Linked DNA regions of Mus musculus: regions 1, 2, 3 and 5 are each linked to region 4. A link is a contact called in public Hi-C and targeted proximity ligation data. All regions are on one chromosome and are shown on one strand. The core of a region is the stretch at or near the end of the contact, and the rest is flanking DNA. Distances in the headings are between cores, read along the strand shown.

The links. A called contact is a pair of places that touch in the nucleus more often than the background predicts.
Region 1: a contact with region 4 is called in a Hi-C map of the N1E-115 cell line, with 5 times the contacts expected there. A contact is called at or near these places in 3 of 39 promoter capture datasets (liver, stem cell-derived epiblast-like cells and trophoblast stem cells), 8 of 484 Hi-C or Micro-C datasets (the N1E-115 cell line, embryonic stem cells and nephron progenitors) and 1 of 130 datasets of targeted methods (pancreatic cancer cells).
Region 2: a Hi-C map of LSK cells shows a contact between it and region 4, with 10 times the contacts expected there. A contact is called at or near these places in 2 of 39 promoter capture datasets (liver and pre-B cells), 5 of 484 Hi-C or Micro-C datasets (CD4 T cells, the G1E-ER4 cell line, LSK cells and 1 more) and 1 of 130 datasets of targeted methods (memory CD8 T cells).
Region 3: a contact with region 4 is called in a targeted proximity ligation map of memory CD8 T cells, with 15 read pairs. A contact is called at or near these places in 9 of 39 promoter capture datasets (the 3T3-L1 cell line, 3T3-L1-derived adipocytes, the C10 cell line and 4 more), 8 of 484 Hi-C or Micro-C datasets (the HL-1 cell line, the N1E-115 cell line, embryonic stem cells and 2 more) and 10 of 130 datasets of targeted methods (the NIH/3T3 cell line, astrocytes, embryonic forebrain and 6 more).
Region 5: a contact with region 4 is called in a targeted proximity ligation map of the SCID.adh cell line, with 9 read pairs. A contact is called at or near these places in 1 of 484 Hi-C or Micro-C datasets (embryonic stem cells) and 2 of 130 datasets of targeted methods (the SCID.adh cell line and embryonic stem cells).

Annotation. Positions count from the first base shown.
Region 1 is chr15:73,471,530-73,474,229 of GRCm38.p6, forward strand. No RefSeq gene overlaps it. Among named protein-coding and RNA genes, the nearest start is that of Dennd3, 40 kb to the right of the region's middle.
Region 2 is chr15:72,927,609-72,930,308 of GRCm38.p6, forward strand. The region is part of intron 14 of Trappc9 (trafficking protein particle complex 9); the gene reads right to left. Among named protein-coding and RNA genes, the nearest start is that of Gm31665, 43 kb to the right of the region's middle.
Region 3 is chr15:73,544,409-73,547,108 of GRCm38.p6, forward strand. Dennd3 (DENN/MADD domain containing 3) reads left to right here. Exons shown (of 23, transcript NM_001081066.1): 11 at 1-53; 12 at 538-737. Among named protein-coding and RNA genes, the nearest start is that of Dennd3, 33 kb to the left of the region's middle.
Region 4 is chr15:73,183,640-73,186,339 of GRCm38.p6, forward strand. Ago2 (argonaute RISC catalytic subunit 2) reads right to left here and starts at 1,308. Exons shown (of 19, transcript NM_153178.4): 1 at 1,122-1,308. The coding sequence starts at 1,143.
Region 5 is chr15:73,490,999-73,493,698 of GRCm38.p6, forward strand. No RefSeq gene overlaps it. Among named protein-coding and RNA genes, the nearest start is that of Dennd3, 20 kb to the right of the region's middle.

The DNA of each region.
Region 1 (2,700 bases), core at 177-2,676, 290 kb after region 4:
CTATTGCCCAGGACGTGGGGTCCAGTCACAGGATAGGGTAGGAGTCAGCCTTGCAGGAGGCAAGACCAGAAAAAAGAGTAGTTGCTGGTGGCAGCTCTCAGCAAGTTTCTGCAGGTGGATACCCTCCCATTTTAAAATGAGGAGACACATTGCTGAGTTAAACAGTCTCCCCAAGAACACATGGGCCACAAGTTTTCTAGTAAAAGTGAAAGTCCTCGAATCTGTAGGTTGAGCAGAATGCAAGGGTGGTTGGTAGCTTGGGCTTGGTGGCATCGGAGGGGGCAGATCCAATCTGGCTGGAGCCCAGCCCAGGAAGCTGTGTGTAGCTGGATGTCTGCACATGGTGGCTGAGAAACAGTGAGAAACAGTGACCTGCCCTTCTGCAAGCACAGGCCAGGGACAAGAACCTTGTGGATTCTCACACGCTCTTCTGATCTTGGTTTTGTTGTTGTTGTTTTTTTTTAAAGATTTATTTATTTACTATATGCAAGTACACTGTAGCTGTTTTCAGACACGCCAGAAGAGGGTATCAGATCTCATTACAGATGGTTGTGAGCCACCAAGTGGTTGCTGGGATTTGAACTCAGGACCTCCAGAAGAACAGTCAGTGCTCTTAACCATTGAGCCATCTCTCCAGCCCTAGTCTTTTGTTCTGGAGCACCTTTCCATAAAGAATGCCAAGAACTCATGGTCGCCTTTAACAGAGCCAGGACTGGAATGGTCACTGACTGTTTAGAAGCCCTGGAATGCCCCGTGCAGGACCACTGGGTAGCATAGAGTAGAAGGACTCCTATGCCCTGCATAGAGATGCAGGCCACATCTCTGCACAGGTGTCATACTCTAGAGAAACTTTCAAGGTGGAATAGAAGGGGTGTTTTCTGGTCCCAGTTGCCTGATATAGTTCCTCGGGTGGGTGTTGGGGGTAGGGGTGGGGCATTTGGTCTAGCTTCATCTGTGTCGCCCCCAAGCAATCCTTGGACTTTGTCTGACTTCATCCTCACTAGAATGGTCCAATGAGAAGAGTGCACAGAGAGAGCTGGGTTCCAGGGTGACCTCTGACGAGTTCCCAGTTCCTCTCAGGCCTGCTTTGTGACCACCTTTGGAGTACTTCAGGACCCTTCTCTGCATTGCCCTGTTGCCGTTTGCTCACCAACAGAGGCCTAACTGAGGAGTCATTTTCCGGACATCTCCTCAATGGCCTGAGCCCCCTGGAGCAGGTATGGCAGCCAGAGTCCCCAGAGCATGGGTAGCACTGCCTATGACCCTGGGAGGTGGCTCCTAGACGGTGACTCTCAAGATCATAGCTGCTCTTGTCTTGTACTGTCCCTGGGGACTGGTCCGCTCAGGGCTCAGCTCCCAAACCTTGTCCAGCCACTTCCTGGGACTCTGTGGTGAGGCACTCGGCCTTTGTTTTCCCAGGCAGCCACATGGTGCCCCCTGCTGGCAACTGCTGTCACTGCCAGGGAGAAGGTGGAAGGCTGGAGGCCAGGACACAAAGGGCTTGCCTCTTGGCGGGACACACACACACACACACACACACACACACACACACGGGGTGGGCGGGGGGGTGTCCGGGGAGAGAGCACACAATGGACCCCACTGTCTCCTCTGCTCTCCTGACAGCCTTCATCCAAAGTCCCACCAACACTTAGAAAAACCCTGACTCACAAACCTGTATGGAGCATAAACTCAGGCTGAGACTGGGTCAGGACCACCAGGAACTAGAAGTGAGATAGACAGAGACGAATGAGGTATGCTACCCACAGGGGCTACATTCTGACAACCAAGTACCTGCAGAAGTTGCTTAACATACATGTGACAAATGGAGATACATGGTTAGGGTAAGGAACCCAGACACGGAGACCAGGTGGTCAAACTCTTAACCATCCTTCAAAACCCCAGCTGGGCCAGAATGATGGTGCACATCTTAGTGAGACCAAAATAAAAAGTAAAAAAGACTTCTTGCCTAGCAAGCACAAAGCCCTAGATCCACTCCCCAATGCTACAAAGTAACCAACCACCATGTTCAGGCTAAGAATAAAACCTCTTCTAAAGTCCTTCAAGGAGATCACCTGACACATTTCACTTCAGGTCAGAAGACAAGCGCATCTTTTTAAATTGCCACTTAATTAGTTAGTGAATGAATTACCCAGTTCATTCACTTGCATGACTCAGCTCTGTCCTTTCCCCATGTAAGGTCTGAACTCAGGGCATCAGGCTTTGTTGAGCCTTTAGCAAGACCACAGTGCAGTTCTTTATAGGGAGCAGGCTAGGCGTGCTTGCGTCCCGGTGAATTAGTGACGTTTCTATTGCTGTGATAAAGCACCATCACCAAGATGACTTAAAGAAAGAAGGGATTTACTTGTGCTTAAGGTTCCAGAGGGAGAGGAGACCGTCACCATCACCAGCACAGTGAGGGAGCGTGGCAACAGGCAGGCACGGCGGCAGGAGCAAGAAGCTGCGGGCTCGCTTCTTAAACTGCAAGCAGAAAGCAGAGAGACTCAGCTAGCAATGCTTGCATCTTTAAATTCTCAAAGCCCACTTTCAGTGGCACACTTCCTCCAACAAGGCCACAACTCCTAAGACTCCTCAAACAAGTGTTCACGCGCCAGAGACTGCAGGGGACATTTCATTCAAACTGTCACACCTGGGAATGGTGAATCATGCATTGCGAACCTGAGAACAGCAACGTGCTCCCTC
Region 2 (2,700 bases), core at 78-2,577, 260 kb before region 4:
GAGCTCTGTGAGCATCTGCCTGACTCCCACGCTGAACTGTGAGCTCCTGGGGACGGGCGCCATGCGTTATTCGTGTGCTGGCACAGCAACCTCATAGAATGTAAATAAATGCCGGGCTGTTGAAGAACACATAATCAAGCAAAGTAAGTGTAAGCTGCCAGGTATAGTGGGAGCGACATGGCTAGTCCTTCTGAAAGGAACTGGGAAAGCCCTTACCCAAAAGTAATGCGCACTGTACCCAGGGATGAAGGCCAGAGCTGTAGATCAAGGAAGGCATCAGGGGTCAGCCAGATTCTAAGCACATGGATATGTTCACAGACAGACAGGTGGGGGCCTGGGTCAGACACACATGGGGCCCCCGTGACCAGCATGAGCCAAGGTGGGGAGACGCTGCTTGACACAGGTTTGTGGAGGAGCTGGGTAAGAAGAGGAAATGGTGAACAGAGAACAGACGGGTACCCAGCAGAGACAGCAGAAAAGGCAAGAGTGAGATTTCCCTATGGCCTCTGTCCTGGCCTCTGCTTTTGTGGATATGCTGTGCTGCACACAGTCCAGTGTGCTGCCACACTCCAAGCTCCCTGGGGACCCCAACTTGCTGCCAACCGGCTCCTTAAAGCTCTGTCTAGAAATCAGTACCAGATAAAGACCATATATATGTAAGCCAGAAAAACAAAAACAGGTCTGCAGCAAGTAACAGGTAAATAAAAAAGTAAAAATAAAAATAAAGTCCCCGGGTTAAAATAAAGCAAAAGCAAGGTATAATGGTTCACACTAAGACACCCCATCCCACTCCACCCCACCCTGGGCATAGGAGGCTGAGAGCAGCAGGAGGATTGCCAAATGAGGCTAGCCTGGGCTACATCATGAGTTCTAGGCTAGCCTGGATAACAGAAAAAGAGCATGTCTCAAAAATAATAAGAAAGAAAGAAGGTGTTGGAGTGTAGCCTAGGGTTAGAGCACTTGCCTGGCATATACAAGGTCCTGGGTCCAATACCTAGCAACACACACACACACACACACACAGAGAGAGAGAGAGAGAGAGAGAGAGAGAGAGAGAGAGAGAGAGAGAGAGAGAGAGAGAGAGAGAGAGAGAGAGAGAGAGAGAAAGTAAAAAACAGGAAGCAGAATGAACAGAAATGTGTGTAGCTCAGCATGGTCAAGGGCCTAAGTTTGATCCTTAGCACCATCAAATGACAACTGAGTACTGGGCTAAGAGATGCCCAGGAAGGCAGCAAACCAAGTGTTTCATAAGATAACAGTGGCGGCGGCGGCGGCGGCAGCCTGCAGGAAGCGCTCCTGTTTCCTGAGCACTTGACAGTGTAGGGCTGTGCACAGCTGTGCCTGCTGCCTCCTGTGTGTCACCACAAGCAGAAGAGTGGCACAGAACCATCTCAAATGTGAGCAAAGGCTGCCATCAAAGCAAGGAACGCGGTGCGGTGAGCCAGCCCCTAAACGGCAAGGCCGCTTGAAACCCAAGTAGGTGAGCCTATGTAGGCTGTAATGTCCACTGAGGCTAGTCTGACCTTGGAGCCTTCCCACATGTTCACACTGAGCCACAGGAACCTGCTCTCAGCAACACATCTACCCGCAAGAAGCAAATACGCAGGGCCCTCCTCACTTCCCATGACTCTGGGCTCTCTGACGACACAAAGCAGAAACCAGTCTACAATATTGATTTTTTTTTTTAAACTCTCACCCTGCAAGGCCATAATGTTAAAAACAGTAATTATATAAAAATAGCATAACGACTCAGAAGCGGGCTGGGCCCAAAAGACAGGAAATCAGTGGGGTGACTGACGTCTGCATGGTACATTGCCATCTCATTACTGGACTCCTGGGTCCTGTGACTGCTCTGGCCCCAGGTTCCATGTGGACAGGAACAGGGGTCGGGGGAGGGCTGCCTGCTCCACTCCCTAGCAGAAGAGCTGTTCTTCTCTACCTCCCACTGCTACTGTTTCAAGGCTCCACCACGTGGTCTTACATACCCAGAAGCATTCAACTTCACCATGCTAGAAATGTACTTTCTAAGGACAAGGAGGAAGGCCCACCATCTTAGGAAGAAGAGCTGGAGCAAGAAGGCCTATACAGATGCCTGCCTTCCTCAAGTGTGGCTCACGCAATGGTGTTTTTGAAGTCAGCTTGACAAACCCTTGTGTGAGTTACTAGACCTGGCAGACCATGGGGCTGGTTGACTTCATGCATTCTAAGCCAGCAAAGCAGTGGTCACTGCTTGCCTGAGAGGTGCCAGGCAAGGCTCCGGCTACTCCCGAGATGTGGGCATCTGCTCTGGAAGTTTGAGAAGAGAGAGCACCCAGAGGAGATCACTACGCCGCCTTGCTGAACACAGGACAGGTCAAGCAGTCGAAAGTGAGCAGGAGCGACAACAGTGAGAGAGTGCACAGGCTGGACTGTCACCCACACGCTCCAACAGGGGATCGTATGGGGAGAGCAGAGCGTCACCAACCACCCATGCCCCGCACAACTGAAGGCCAATAACCAAGTCCCATGAGAAGCCCTGCGTGCAGCCCAGCCCTTCCTTACCAAGCATGTGGCTTACCTGAGAGGTGTCTTACTGCACTACTGACTTCTGTATTAAGTTCTGGAGATTAAAGAATGACACATTCAAGTAACGAGCAAACCCATGGGAAGGGAACAGCTGATTTCCTGCCAGTGCCAAGTGATGAAAGTATTTCTAAGACA
Region 3 (2,700 bases), core at 148-2,647, 360 kb after region 4:
AGGATGGACGCCTTTGCTCGGATGGACCTCGACACTCAGTCTGAGGAGGACAGGTGCCTAGCTCTGTTCGAGGTCCTCTTTGGGGGACTGAGGGTTCATACGTCCATTTCATTTGGACATACAGATGATCAGTTCAGTGGGCTATTGAGCAGTTCGCCAGGAACCTCCAAAGGTGCATCCTCTGTGTGTCCCCATTGCGTGCAGGCAGGCTCTGTGTGCCTGGCGGAGCATCCTGCCACACCCTGATCTCTGTCCGTCTTCATTTCCTTCCCATGTTCCCCATTCACAGGCCTATTTTTTTTCCCCTGTGTTTTCCTGATATCTCGTGTGCATCACCCACGACCGTGCCCTGTCCATCTCTGGGACTGTGGGCTGAGAACCTCTGTCCTTTCCCCTTGAGCTACTTGAGGCTGGACTTAGTGACAGGTTCTTACCCGTGCATGCCTCTCACCCTGCTCATTGCTCTGGGTGCGATAGGGAGTAGAGGCTCACACTTACATCTTCGTGCCCATGAAGTGAACTCTTGCTTTTCCCTAGGATAGACAGGATGCTGATAAGTCCAAGGAGACCTACTGTGGAGAAGATGGCCTCCAGGAAGGCCTCACCCCTGCACATCACCCACAGACGCATGGTGGTCAGCATGCCCAACCTGCAGGACATCTCCCTGCCCGAGCTGCCTCCCAGGAACTCATCGCTTCGGATAATGGACACCTCAAACTGCAGAAGCAGCAGTCCAGGTGAGGTGCTACCCTCCTGCGTCTATTCCCCCAGTGTTGCAGCTTAGAGATCATAGCCTGCTTCTGAGGGAGGGAATGTTCTTAAGAATATAAACTATTTTGGCCAGGCATGGTGGTAAATGCCTGTTATCTTAGCAGCTCAGGGGTCTGGTGCAGCATTGGTGCTTGTGAGTTCGGGACCAGTCTGGGTTTCAAGCTACCCTGTGTGAATGTGGTCATAGTGAGGCTGAGTTCGTGCCTCCATAAAAACAGGGGAAAAAAATCCAAAAAACTGGTTTTTAAAAACTATTTTGTGTCTCTGCCCCCACCACTGTGTGTGTGATAGATAAAATACATGTCTGTATTTACAGATGTGTGATGGGATGCCCCTGGTCGGTACCAGTCCCTTCCTAAAGGTTGCTGTTAGATAGTTACAAGCTATTATTGTATTTCTGCAAAACCTTCTCAAGGCTCTTCCTGGTCTGTGTGACATCATAGGCGTCTACGGTGTGTCCCACAGAGTCCTTACTGGGTACGGAAGATTGTTGGGTGCCATGCATGGCCTTGCAGCTGCTGGTCTTAGCTCGGGCTGTCTGTCTGAAAAGACAGTATGGAAATGAAAAAGTCTCAAAGCTCAGAGCAGTAGGAGGAGGTGTGAGCCCCTTGGTAGCCACTTCCTGGGTGTCTGACCTCAGACAGACCAGTTCCTTTTCTGGGCTTGGCAGGTGTGTGCACACTCACTCTGGGACACAGTCTGCCTGCCTTTTCTGTGTTCATCTGAGCTCCCTGACCATTGTGGGCTCCACCTTCCTCCAGCCTCCATAGCCAAAGGACCACCTCTCGCATGGGTGTGGATGCAGTGGCTACCTCTGGTCCCCTGTTCCAAGGAAGCTTTTAGGAGGAGAGGGACTTCAACTCTTGGTCAGTGTTTAGTCCCCAGGGGGCTTCAGAATGCCTGTGGCACTTAGCTCCGGTCTCTTTAGTCCTGACCTTTCGAATCTTTGCAGTGGGAGTACTGGGCTACCACTGCCCAGGCCACTGTTAAGGTGACAAATGCTTCTAAAGGCTAGGCCCTACTTAGCAGGCATATCTTGGCTTTGGTTATCAGCTTAATCTTCAAGGGCCCAGTCCTAGCATTTTTACTTAATATTCATAGTTTTAAAAACATAATTGTCCCATGGAGAATAGTTACTGCCTCTCTGGGAACAAATGGACTCTTCTTTACCTCTGGGGTATTGGGAATGCCCTGGAAGGGGCATGTAGGTGTTGCGGGAAATAATAATAACAAAAAATGAGCTGGCATGCACCAGCAACTCTCTTACTGGTGGGCTGGCCGGCCCTGCAGTAGCAGGCAATGGTCGACTTGTTTTTATCTCAAGAAGACTCTCTGGCCTGGAGCTCCTGGAACATCTCCACCCAGCTTGCTAAGTTCCTCCTGGTGGGTTGCTACCACACTAACCCCAGGCTTCAAATCCCCCATGACCTTTGTGGTACACATCAAGCAAACCCACGTTTTGCCATCATACCTTTCTCTCTTGAACCCAGACGAGCCACCTCCGTGAAGAAAGACACAACACAAACTTAGTTCTGAAACAACAGTAACTCAATCACTAGGCACAACAACTAAAATCCTAACTTGGAAGCCTTATTAAATCTAAATCCTCCAGGGGCAAATCCTGACAGATCCACCATTGGAACCCAGAGACACTCGTAATTACATCTTGTCCTCATGTTGTGCCCACCAAAAACACCTAACTCTCTCCTGTTTCCTCTCTTCCTCTGTCTAACTCGGAAGTCCTTACTCGCCCAGTGATTGGCTCCTTTATTCCTTAGGGAATTGGTTCACAAGAGCAGCACCAGGCCCATCCACAACACATGGGTTCTTGTCCAAGACACACAAAGCTGCCCTCAACAGTGTTATGGGTGCCTCTGCCTTTTCCAGGACCATGCTAATTACATGCATTTTCCCTTGTTTGTTTGTTTG
Region 4 (2,700 bases), core at 58-2,557:
TTGACGAAAGCCTGGCCTCGTCCCCGAGGAAGTCACTAGAAATTGACACATTGGGAAAACGTACAAATTTGGAGCTAAGATTTGCTGGGTTCCTCCACAGCGCTGAGCTGGGGGGTGGGGGTGGGGGGGGGGTTCCCAATCTGGCAGGAGGCTGCCGCTGGCCATTTCGCAGGGACCTCCAGGCCCCAACATCTGTCCCTAGGACCCGGGCACCTCCCAAGCGCAAGGTTAAAAGGGTCTTCAAATCGTTGGGAAGCCTTTTAACGCATTTACAAGTTGGTCAGTGGGCATTCGAGGAGCCCTGTGACATCAGGAGCGGAGGCGCACTAGGCTCCGGAGCAGGCACCATAGGGAACCCGGGAGGATCTGGGAGGCTTCCAGACCCCACAGTGAAGAAGTCTGGGGAGGCCCCAGGGCCGAACCACTAGGTCAGGTGGGCAGCAGGGAGGGCCCGCGGGCGCCAAGTACAGCCTGGCGGACAAAGGGGTGCAGGCTGAGCCCGAGCAAGCGGCGGGGCAGCCGGGAAATGGAGCCACGTGCCTGGCGGGAGAAGGCGAAAAAGCCTCCCCAACACTTGTTTTCTCAACCCCGCGAGTAAACCGCCCTCCGCTCGGCTCCAGGAGCGGGGTGGGGAAATGCGTCCGTGTTTTTAAGTTTTCTGGAACTTTTCCAGAGAAACGGGCACGCTGGTGGGAAAGGGGTGCCACGGCGGCCACCCGCTCCGCTAGGAAATCGCAGGGCGATTAGCACTTGAATGGGGAGGGCGGCTGCCCGGCGTGAAACTGCGTCCAAGCGACCGATCGCGGTCCCGGGGCCCCGTGGTTCGGTTCCCGACCCGTCCAGCTCCCCGCCCCAGGCCCGCCGTGCTGGGCCCCACAGCTATGCGCTCGGGAACGGCGGGAGGAGCGCTGCGGGAGGACGGAGACCCGTTGCAGGCCGAGCCTGGGCCCCCGCACACGTCCCGGTGGCGCTGCTCGGGTGCACTGGGCCTCCCGGCCCCGAGGCCCTGCCCGGCCGCCCCGAGGCTACGCCGCGGCCCCACAGGCCCCGCCGCCCTCGCCTGCCCCGCCCGCCAACCGCCAACCGCCGCGGCACGAGTGCCGGGCGCCGCGCGGACTCACCGGGGCCGGCTCCCGAGTACATGGTGGCGTTGCCGAGGGCCGCGGCCGAGGGCCGGCCGCGCGCTCCACGGGCCCCGACGCCGCGAGCCGCGAGGAGCCGCCGGCCGCTCGATCCGCCCCGGCGCGGCCGCCTCGCAGAACAGGTTTACCCGACGCGGCCGGGGCGGCGGGCGGAGGCGGCGGGAGCGGAGGGGGAGGGGAGCGGGAGGAGGGAGGGGAGGAGGAGGGGCGAGAGGGACGACGAGGGAGGGGACGGCGGGGAGGGAGGGAAGGAGGGGACAGCGGGGAGGGAGGAGGCGGGGAGGAGGGAAGGTGGCAGGGAGAGAGGGGGGCAGGGGAGGAGGCTGGAGGCGGCGCGCGCCGGCGGGATGGGGGGGGGGGGACTCGCTGTGGCGGCCCCCCGCGTGCTTGCCCTGAATGAGGGACCCCAGAAGCGACCCAGGGCACGCGAGCCGAGACCTTCCCTGCGGCCGAGCGAGGCGACGTCTGGTTTCCGGGCGCGGCCAGCCCGGCACTGCGACCAGAGTCGGAGTCCTCCCGCGCCGAGTGGCAGAGCCTCGGCCGCGTCCCGCCACGCACCCGCCCCTGCACCTCGGCCTGGCTCTTTAAGTTATTAACGAAACGGCGACGGGAAGCTAGCTCCCCACCCAGAGCTTGAACTTGGACGCGGCCAGACCCGTGCGCGTGACCACACCGCCACCTCCCGGCGCGACTCCACAACCTAGATAATCCTAGCAAAGCACCAAGGAAGCCCAGCAAGTTCAGGATTAAATTTTATCAGCTGTCAGGGAGCAGATCTGGTCGGGGCTTCCCGCTTTCTGGCCTCCGAGCCCCCAAGTTCTGCTCTGAGGCCTGCTAGACCAGCATGCTCTGTGCACGTATGTCCCTTCTTCACTTGTTGCTGGCGTGTGCTCCTAGTCCTGTCCAGCTGCCTCTGGAACCTTTCTATAGAAGAGGCGGGTGTGTCAGCTCCTGCCTCGCCCTGCAGGCTTTGCAATGTCTTCAAAGCCCATACTGAGAACCCAGGCCAAAGACAAACAGGGTCCTACTGCAGGGACCCCAGGATCGGGGTAGGCTCCATATTCTGTGTAGTGCTCAAAGATAGTCCCAGGAACAAGAAAAGCAGCTCTCCTTCCAATAAAGGAGGAGGAGGAGGAAACTAGACACAGCATTGCAGGGCTGCCATTCCAGCTAGCCAGAAGTCGAGGGAGGCGGATGGCAACCGTAAATCTAGTCTAGGATACATAGAAGAAAGACTTGCCCCCACCCCTCTCCCAAGTGATTGACACAAATGGGTAATCAATCATACCTAGCCCTTGCGGTACCAATACTTTGGTACTTTAGGGATGGAGACAGGATTTGCTGAACTCAGGAGTCATCTTGGCTCAGAACCAGTCAGGGTAACACAGAACTAATGGGGATGCGGTGAGGTGGGGGGGGGGGGGAGGTGGTGTTCGGCGGGAGGCGGTGTTAGACTTCACTCAGCAGTGGAGCACTGACGTTGGGTCTGCTCCCAGCACTGACATCCTACCCCCAAAGTCATGAAGTCGTTTTGGGGAACATGAAGTAGGTAAATTGC
Region 5 (2,700 bases), core at 178-2,677, 310 kb after region 4:
CAATTGCTGGATGGTGAGCTGGGTGCAGGAGCAGGTGGAATTATAGCAGGATCTGCAGAGAGGTGAGTCAGGGTTGACAACTGACCTGTAAGACTTAGTCATTCTCTGTCCTGGATGCTATGAGGTGGTTAGCACCATCTCTGGCCTCAGGCATAGAAGACTTAAATGGTTCCAGTAACTGTGAAATGGCCTGGGGAGAAACTTCTGACAGGGAGCCCCAGGTTCAGAGATGTGTGCACATGGGTAGGACACAAAGAGTCAGCCTCAGTCCCGGGAAGGTTCCCTTCTCTTCTTTAGGTTTTGAGCCCATGAGAAACCAGCCCAGCTGTGACTACCAAGTCTGCTTCTGGTCCAGCATCATTCTTGATCTTGGTCTTCCAGTGGGCCTGGCTGCAGTCTAAACCATCCTGAGAGGCCCCTGCCCCAGCCTCTATGCAGAGTCAGGACCCTGACCCTTTGGTGTTAGAATGTGTGCGCCATCCTCTGCAGATGAGGAGGGAAGTACCCTGCCCACACTCACTGTGCTGGAAGCTGCATCATCTTCCACCAACTATGTCCAACTAAGTCCCACCAGCTATGGGACTTGTAGACAGTAGCAGGGGAGTTAGTGTGAGCCTAGCAGGACCTCTTTTTCAGTGTGAGGAATCTGAGGCCCCAGGGACCTGACTGGTGACTGACAGAGCCTGAGCTGCATGTTCAGACTCCCCAGGGAGATGATACTATTATTATGCACCTACTATATCCTAAGAAACTTTGTTTTCTGAGGCTGGCCTTGTATGTTGGGCCACCATGCCTGGACAGATCTTCTCTTTAGGGTTTTTGAGTTCCCACAAATGGGATGCAGACAGGACAGAGAGGTGGGTGACCAGTCAGTCTGTGTTCAGGGATGCCCGGGACAGAGCACAGACCAGAGGGAGACGTTGGGGTATGTGTGGTGTTAGATACCAAGGACCTTGTTACCAACATCCATTATTATAGGAGGAGATAGGAGGATCCCATATGGTACAGACCAGGGGAACAGTGTGCCTTGGGGCCTTGTCTTCCTCTGCAGTCTGTAGTGCTGTCTCAGCATGAGAGGGACAGGGAAAAGCCAGGTTCCCAGTTCCACTTGGACTTGCCCAGGCTTTCCTTTGAAATTCAGGGTTCCCCTGTTTCTCAAAGCCTTTTGAGGGGGTCTCCTAAGACTATCTGCAGGGGCCCACAGCCCTGCCCTCATCACCTGCACCAAGGAAGGGCATGTAGAATGCTAGCATAGCAGAGAAGATCTCCAAGGAGCAAGGGAGGTATCCTTCCAACTGCAGCCAAGCTACTTCAGAGAAACCCTTTGAAAGGGCCTGCCAATCACACACATCTCCACCTCCTGCTTCCAGGGAGCCAGAGTTGGGTCAGCCTCATGTTCCCAGGGGAGGGGTGGCCACAGACTACAAAGCAAGGAAGCCGTGACCTCATCAGAGGTAAACTGAATGACACTTCCTCTTTTACAGGCTGGGCCACCTCCAGAAGTTTCTTAAAGCTATAGAAACACAACTGTGTCCTACCCAGCCTGAACAGGTGTTCAGGGCAGCTGTTCTGGGCACAGCTCACTTGTGAGGAGGAAAGAGCTCACAATGGTATAATGGTTTAGATCTGGAAGTGAAGGCAGGAGGATCAGGGGGGTCCATGTCTTTCTTGCCTATAAAGCAAGTTCAAGGCTAGTCTGGGCTTAATGAGATCCATCTCGAAAAACACCCAAACCAGGAGACATGATGGTGCTGGAGGTCCAGAAGGGGCTGACCTCAGCCCGACCCAGAGCCAGCCAATGTACAGGTGAGCATACAGTGTGACTGGAGTGACCGAGGGTTCCAATGACTCCTGACCCAAAAGCTCATTGATACAGTAGACACCCTGAGCTGTAGTCTGCTGAGGCATTGAATCTCTAGGAACAGACTTCCAGGTGAGAGGGGTTCTCACCTGGGGAAGTGAGTTTACATCAAAGAGAGGGCTGGTGGCATACATCCTGCTCCCTAGGAATCAGAGAGCCCGCTACAGACTCCTGCTGTGAAACCATTTCCCTGTCATCAGAAAGGTTTTAGCCCCAGACTTTTGCCATAGAAGCCCTGATTTCCTTTCTTCTGTGTCCCCTGCAGTGCTACCTGTCCCCATGTTGGGCCCTGAACTCCCCTTAGAGCTTCTGCCTCTCTGTTATCGCTTGGTCTGTCTGCCCATGGCATTAATAACTTTTCTAATAATAAACTGTTTTACTGTCCCTTTAGAACATTGAGACCTTTCTCTGTCTCTTTTGTCACATGCTTGGGTGGGAAGGACAATGTTCTTCAACAACATCAGGAAACATCCGCCCTGGTTTGGCTACTAAACAGTGCCGGATTTACAGCTTACTTTCTGGTGAAATAGACCATTGACATCCATCAGTGGGATGGGTAAGCATTCTCTACTTTCTACAGGGCATATGCTGCTCTGCACAGAATGTCTCATCTCCGGCACCTACCTGGGCAGATGATCTCCTTCAGAAACAGATAGCAGGCTGTCCCCTTGTGCTTTGGAATGGCTGGCTGTACATCAGAGTTCCTGTACCCTCCCCATCTCTCCCCATTTCTATTAATTTGCTAGTGCAGCCCTCTGCTTACCCTTGTCTGTTATTGTGAGGGAGATCGTGGGATGCAGATTAATGCAGATAAAAGATGTTCAGGGTAGGGCAGGTGG